2 separate regions of the Ovis aries genome follow, and region 1 is linked to region 2. Evidence: chromatin contacts called from public Hi-C data. All regions are on one chromosome and are shown on one strand. Each heading gives the region's core, a stretch centred on a gene start, on an enhancer-like site or on the middle of the called end of the contact. The rest is flanking DNA. Distances are from core to core; before and after follow the strand shown.

What was found. Hi-C and Micro-C count contacts between places; a contact is called where the count stands out from the background.
Region 1: a Hi-C map of retroperitoneal adipose tissue shows a contact between it and region 2, with 5 times the contacts expected there. The contact joins two enhancer-like sites. A contact is called at or near these places in 6 of 16 Hi-C or Micro-C datasets (hypothalamus, mixed tissues, omental adipose tissue and 2 more).

The regions. Positions count from the first base shown.
Region 1 is chr20:49,577,477-49,580,305 of ARS-UI_Ramb_v3.0, forward strand. SLC22A23 (solute carrier family 22 member 23) reads left to right here. Exons shown (of 12, transcript XR_009597686.1): 11 at 1-1,358; 12 at 2,317-2,816. Among named protein-coding and RNA genes, the nearest start is that of PSMG4, 7.0 kb to the right of the region's middle. Within about 2 kb of position 1,370, at least 1 of the 54 cell types and tissues checked has an H3K27ac peak or open chromatin away from gene starts, as enhancers often do.
Region 2 is chr20:49,251,789-49,254,700 of ARS-UI_Ramb_v3.0, forward strand. No RefSeq gene overlaps it. Among named protein-coding and RNA genes, the nearest start is that of PRPF4B, 25 kb to the left of the region's middle. Within about 2 kb of position 1,658, at least 11 of the 54 cell types and tissues checked have an H3K27ac peak or open chromatin away from gene starts, as enhancers often do.

The DNA.
Region 1 (2,829 bases), core at 120-2,619, 330 kb after region 2:
GCGAGCAGCCGCTGCTGCCCACCCACGCCGAGCTCAAGGACTACTCGGGGTTGCACGACGCGGCTGCCGCAGGCGACGGGCTGCCTGACGGCGCCACGGCCAATGGCGGGCGGCCCATGTAGCTGGGCGCGGCCGTGGGAGACCCCGCTCCGCGGAGGCTGGGGACCCGAGGGTGGGGGTGGGAGACACTGCAAAACTCTCGAGGAGCGCCCGCGTCTGAGGGAGCAGACCTAGCAGACGACCCTTCAGAGACTTTCTTTTCTGCCATGAAATGTTTGTATTTATTTTGGTCATTTTTACAAGAAGCACTTTATTCCCTTCCCTTCACTGATCTCAAAACGGAGCCCCCTCCTCGGGAAGGACGCGCGCGCGCAGGGACCGCGCAGCCCGGCTCCCGGGGGGTGCCCCTGCCCCCGAGCATTCCCACGGCTGCACTTTCCTCAGACTGAGATGTGAATGGTTAGGGTTTTGCTAAAGTCTCTGTGATGGTTTGTAAAGGTCTTTTCTGTAAGGGAAGAACTTCCGCTCTGTGTTAAGGAAAAGCAGCTCACAATCTCATTAAAACCAGCTTCGTCTCTACTTGGAGATCATCCTTTTATACTTGACCCGGAAGCTCTTCCAGGGGAAAAGCATCACCATTTCACCGGAAGTCGTAAATGATGAGTGGTGACATCGCCAAGGTCTTCCAGCGTAGGTCTGCCGGCTCCGCTCCCCAGCAGCCAGCGCCTCGCCTCCCGAGTCAGTGCTGGGCCCTCCTCCCGGTGCAGCTCCGCAGGAGAGGCCCCCGCGCCGCGCCGCCTCGCAGTCAGCGTTTCTGCAGCACGACTTGAATACCGGCTCCTTCCTGAACTAACACCGCACGGAAATCACCAGCCTGGAGGCCCCGGGGAGCCTGCGGGGGACCAGCCGTGCCCTCTGCTTCCCCTGGCCAGGAGCGAGCCTCGGGCGGGGCCTGACCGCAGCCTCGGAGGACATCGAGGCCGACCGAGAGAAGCAATAACCCACCGGAGCTCGCCCCGGCCCCGGCCCCGGCCCACTGTGCTAGGGCGCGCGTCGCGTTCCTCGCCTCGGCCTCCCGCCCGTCCAGGTTAGGCCCTCGGCTCCCGTCTGCGGCTGTTTCAGAAGCAGCGCAGGGGAGGCCAAGAAGCTACCCTCGCCAGCCAGGCGGGCACTGTCTTGCCGCAGCTCTGGCACCCGTCTGGGGACAGCCTGGGCTGCTCTGGAAGGCCCAGCCCCCAGCTCTGGGGCACGGCTTTGCCGTGGGCTGTTCTTCCAGGCAGAGTGTGGTCCCGGGTCTGCGCGAAGCCGCAAGTCAAGTTTCAGCGCGCAGTGGTGCAGCCCCCACGGCCAGGGAAGAGGTGAGCACAAGCCCCACGCTCCCCGCCTGACCCCCCGGCCTGTCTCCCCCCTGCCCCTCACTGTGCCCCTACAGGCTGGCTGACCCCGGCAGGGGCCGTGGGCTCAGGAGAACTTTGTGGGGAAGCAAGCAAACTCGCAGGCCTGCGTTCCAGCCCCTCCTGTGTCTCAGTCACTTCACTTCTGTTTCCATGGGCGGGTCACACTCACCTTCACCTCCAGGCCTGTCTGTCTGCTGCGCAAACTGGGAGGTGCCTCAGCCCTTCTCGCATGCTGGGCACAGGGCCCCCCCGGTCCAGGACAGGCCCACAGTGCAGGTCCCGGGACAGCAAGCGGGGTCCCCGGGCCCCACCCACCAGCTGTGCCTGCACCTGTGGCAGCAGCCCCAGGCCCTGCGTGGCCTCCCGCTGGCGGTGTAGACCTCTAGGGAACGCGTGAGGCCGCAGGGTGTCCCCGCACACCACTCCCAGACTGTCCGTCTTAGGTGACCGCGGTAGACGCTGGGCCTGTGGGGTCAGCACTGTCCCGTCACAGTCAGGCCCGGCTGCTGGACTGGAGAAGCTGGCTGAGCTGGGCTCCTGCAGGCGTGAGGGCGGCACTGCCCAGCAGAGGCCTGTGGCAGCACAGGCTCGGGTTTTGTGAGCAACAGCTGAGAAGCAGGGACAAAGCAGAAAAGCCTCCCGTGGGCCAAGCCCCCGAGACCCCACCCGCGTGGGCAAGGCAGCAGGGCCCGCCTGCTTGGCCAGGCTCTGGTCACGCGTGGGCCCCCGCCCATGTCCTCTGCACTCAGCAGGGAGATGCTGCTCAGGCACCTGAATGCCCGCTGCCCGGGAGACCAGCGCCACCCAGCGCCGCCTCCAGCGCCAACCTGCACACCCCCATCCCGACCCCAGGAAGCCAGGACCCCCTTCCAACAAGTCAGGCACACAAGCGACCCTTCTGCTTTCTGTTCTTTTCCAGAAACCAGTAACAACTCATCCAATATCCCGCATATTACCACCCGAAACAAAGGGTAAAAGAGTTTAAATGTCTCATTTTCTAAGAGCCTAATCACTTGCGACTAGGGGGAAGGGGCTGGTGAGCTGGTTCGACCACAGAAGAGCAAGAATGAGGCCTTGCAGCGGAAGTACTGCCCCAGGTACCACTTCCTACAGCCAAACAAGGGGGCCGAGGGGCCACAAGACTGAGGGGACCCTGGCCAGGACGCAGCCCCGGGCCGGGGGGACACAGCGCGCCGGCCTTGCTGGGGGGCCCTCTGTGCCCCACAGCCCCGACCTGGAGGCTCCTGGGCGGGACCCATGCAGCCCGTGAGTGGACAGGCCCCCTGGAGTGCCTGCTGGCAGCACAAAGCTTCGCCCGGCCCTGACCCAGCCTTCCATGCTGCCTGCATGCCGTCACGGCTGTTGTACCCCGGGGGGGATCTGTGTAAATGTACAGAAATAAAGACGTTGCCCCATTAACACACCTCCTCTG
Region 2 (2,912 bases), core at 408-2,907:
GTCTGAGACCCTGCTGTTTGTTAGCCCGTCTATTTTCACTCATAGATTGTCACTTCCAACATTCTGTTTCAAGTCACATCGAAGGAAGTGTTCATTTTACTGACTGTCACAGGGCATCTTTCCACATAAAATGAACCGATTTATAGTCATTGCTCACAGCTGTTTCTTTCTTTCTTTTTTTTTGAAGGAAAGTCCATTTTCCTTAGTTGATTGCAAAGAACAGTGATTAATTCAGCTCACCAGCCTGCTGCAGCAAAATGCTCAACAGGGCCTCATTGTGCGAAGCCCACTGGTCCCTTAAGCATACATTTCTGAGTTTGCCAGGATTTCCTGCGCCCGGCCTGGAGTTCCAGAGGTCACTTAATCCACCCTTCTCCTGTCTCCTTCCCTATTTTTAAAGACCTCTCAGTGAAAATAGAGCCTGTTTTTCCCTGGCACTGGGCCATGGGGAGAGGGGAATTTGGCGGCATCTGTGTTTCAGGATTCTGTGGACAGGAGAGGGGGCACCTTCCTCCCCAGGTGACTCGCCAGCACCTGGGAGGGCAGTCTGACGCTGCAGTCGCTGGAGATGTTTAAGGGGCAAAGGCAGGCCTGGCTCCTCCCTGCCTGCGTCCAGAGAGGGAGGAGGTTTGCGGTGATGAAACCCAGAGGAGGCCCCAGGGCAGCAGGCAAACACGCTGTGCTCCTTCTGCCCCGGCTCCTCTGCGAGGGACACCCCTTGCTGGACCCAGGAGAGGGCAGACCCAGGGGCGTGCGGAGGAGGGCAGGGAGAGAGCTGCCCGGGAGGCGCGGGCCTTCCCCACAGCTGACCGCGAGGCGGGGGCCAGCTGGTAGGGCCGAGCCTCGGTGGTTGGCCGACCCGGAGGCGCCTTCTCTCTAGCAGCTGCGGCCCAGCTCGCTGGACAAGACCTTGCAGACGTGGTCGACGGCTACCCGGACTTTCCTCTTCGCTCTGCAGCGTGACCTTGGACCAAAGCGTCTGTGCTTGTCTGCAGAGCAGTCACCGCGCCGCCGGCCGTGCACTTGGGCCCTAGGCAGGCCCCGCCCTGACAGCTCCTGCCCTCTAGCACCTGCAGTCTAGCCGGGGAGGAAAAGTGGGCCCAGGTGACCGGTCCCGGCCTCCGGGCCGGACAGGCCGCAGGAAGCAACGCCCTTCCTGTCCTTCACTGCCTCGCTCCTTCTCCTGACCCGAGCTGTGCTTACTCTGTCACGCTCTTACGTGTGTCTTAAAGCTCATATATCTGCATGGTTTCCTTTTTTTATAAGTTAACTAAGATCTCACCTCTTCCTCTCCCCCATTCTCTGGCCCATCCTTCAGCAGTTCTGAATCCCTGCAGCGTCCGATCCTGCTAGCTAGTTCTTATTCACGAACCCCTTGCTCGGGGCGGGAAAGTGCACTGCAGTCATTTTTTTCTCTTCATTGTGAGGACAAGTTGCACCGGCCGTGTTTCCTAGCTCGGTAATATATTTTGGTCTTAGAGTTTCTCCGGAACTCTCCCATATATATTTTTTCATATATTTAAAAGTCCTGGACTTCTCTGAAGGAGGCATTCTTTGGACCCCTAATTTGCAGACGTGGAAGCAATGGCTCAGGAGACTCTGCAGTGAGTCTGTGGCGGGGCCAGGCTGGGAGCCAGGGCCTCTGACTCTGCATTTCCTGCTCACGTGTCATCAACACACTGGGAAGGAAGGAGGAGCCTGCTGTCCTGTGGAAACATGTAAAACTCATGTGGGCTAAACGGAGGTATTCCAAACAGCTGTCACCTCTGCAAAAGTGCCAGTCGCCCGAGGTGGTGGGAGGATGCGATCTGAGCCAGGCAGCTGGACTTTAGGAAGTCGAGTCTGTATCTGCCTGACACCAGGACACAGCAGAAGGTCGGGTTTCCAGGACAGTTGGCAAGAATGTCTCTGTTTCTCTGTGTTTCCCAGAGAAGCACACTGCTGCAAAGGCAGAAATCGTTGGGTTTTTCTCCAGCTGCTTAGCTATTAAGAAGCAAGAAGCGCTGTTTTCCTTCAGGGCACTCCTCAGAGAAAACAGTGGGGCCCTTCCTGGACACAGATAAGAACACTGGGCAAGTGTACTTGCCCGACGCCATGGTCTCTCTTCCGCTGGTCCATCTGGGGCATCGCTGCCCGGAGAGGCCACAGGCTCCAAACCAGAGACGGCCTCGCAGGCGCAGAGGCTGTGGTTCGAGCCAGGAGCATGTGACAGGCTGAGCGGGGCCAGAGGGGGTGCCCTCTGGCCACGTGCGGAGCAAGGCGTCCCTTCCCTGTGACTGTTCCATGTGACGTGTGCTAGGAATCAGCAATCTCACACAGCTCGCCTTCGCTTTGTAACAATACTGAAAAGACAAAGTCTGATGTGTCTGGAAGCAGTTTTCGAAGCCTACAGGATGTGGCAGGTGTCAGAGACTGGCTGCCGGGTTATTATTTACAGGACTGTTCACTGGATAAGTAGCCCATGAGGCTCAGGCCCAGGCCCGATGCTGCACATAGAATCCCCTCCCGTGGTTGGAATTGAAACTAGAATCATTTGCTTGATGGGCTTTCTCTTTCCCTGGAAACAGGAAATAGAGTCTCAGCTTTCTCCCCAAGCCTCAGGCCACAGGTGCAGGAAACACCAGAAAACAAAGATACACGCGTGAACCTGAGGACTGCAGACACATCTCGGCTTTCAGCCTCGCGGGGTCCCTGGGTCCCCATGCCTTCCCCTCGGCTGGTCCCAGCATGACTCTCCACATCTCGGGGTCGCTTCCCATCTGCACACAGGCCACATTGTGAGTGGGAGAAAGAGTTCACAGGAGCGGATGTAGACTTCCGTGGGGCCAGATGGGCGCTGTGTTTGCAACACGCCTGTACCATCACAAACCAGCCCAGAGAGGCGGGGACCTAGGTGGGTCGGATCGATTCTG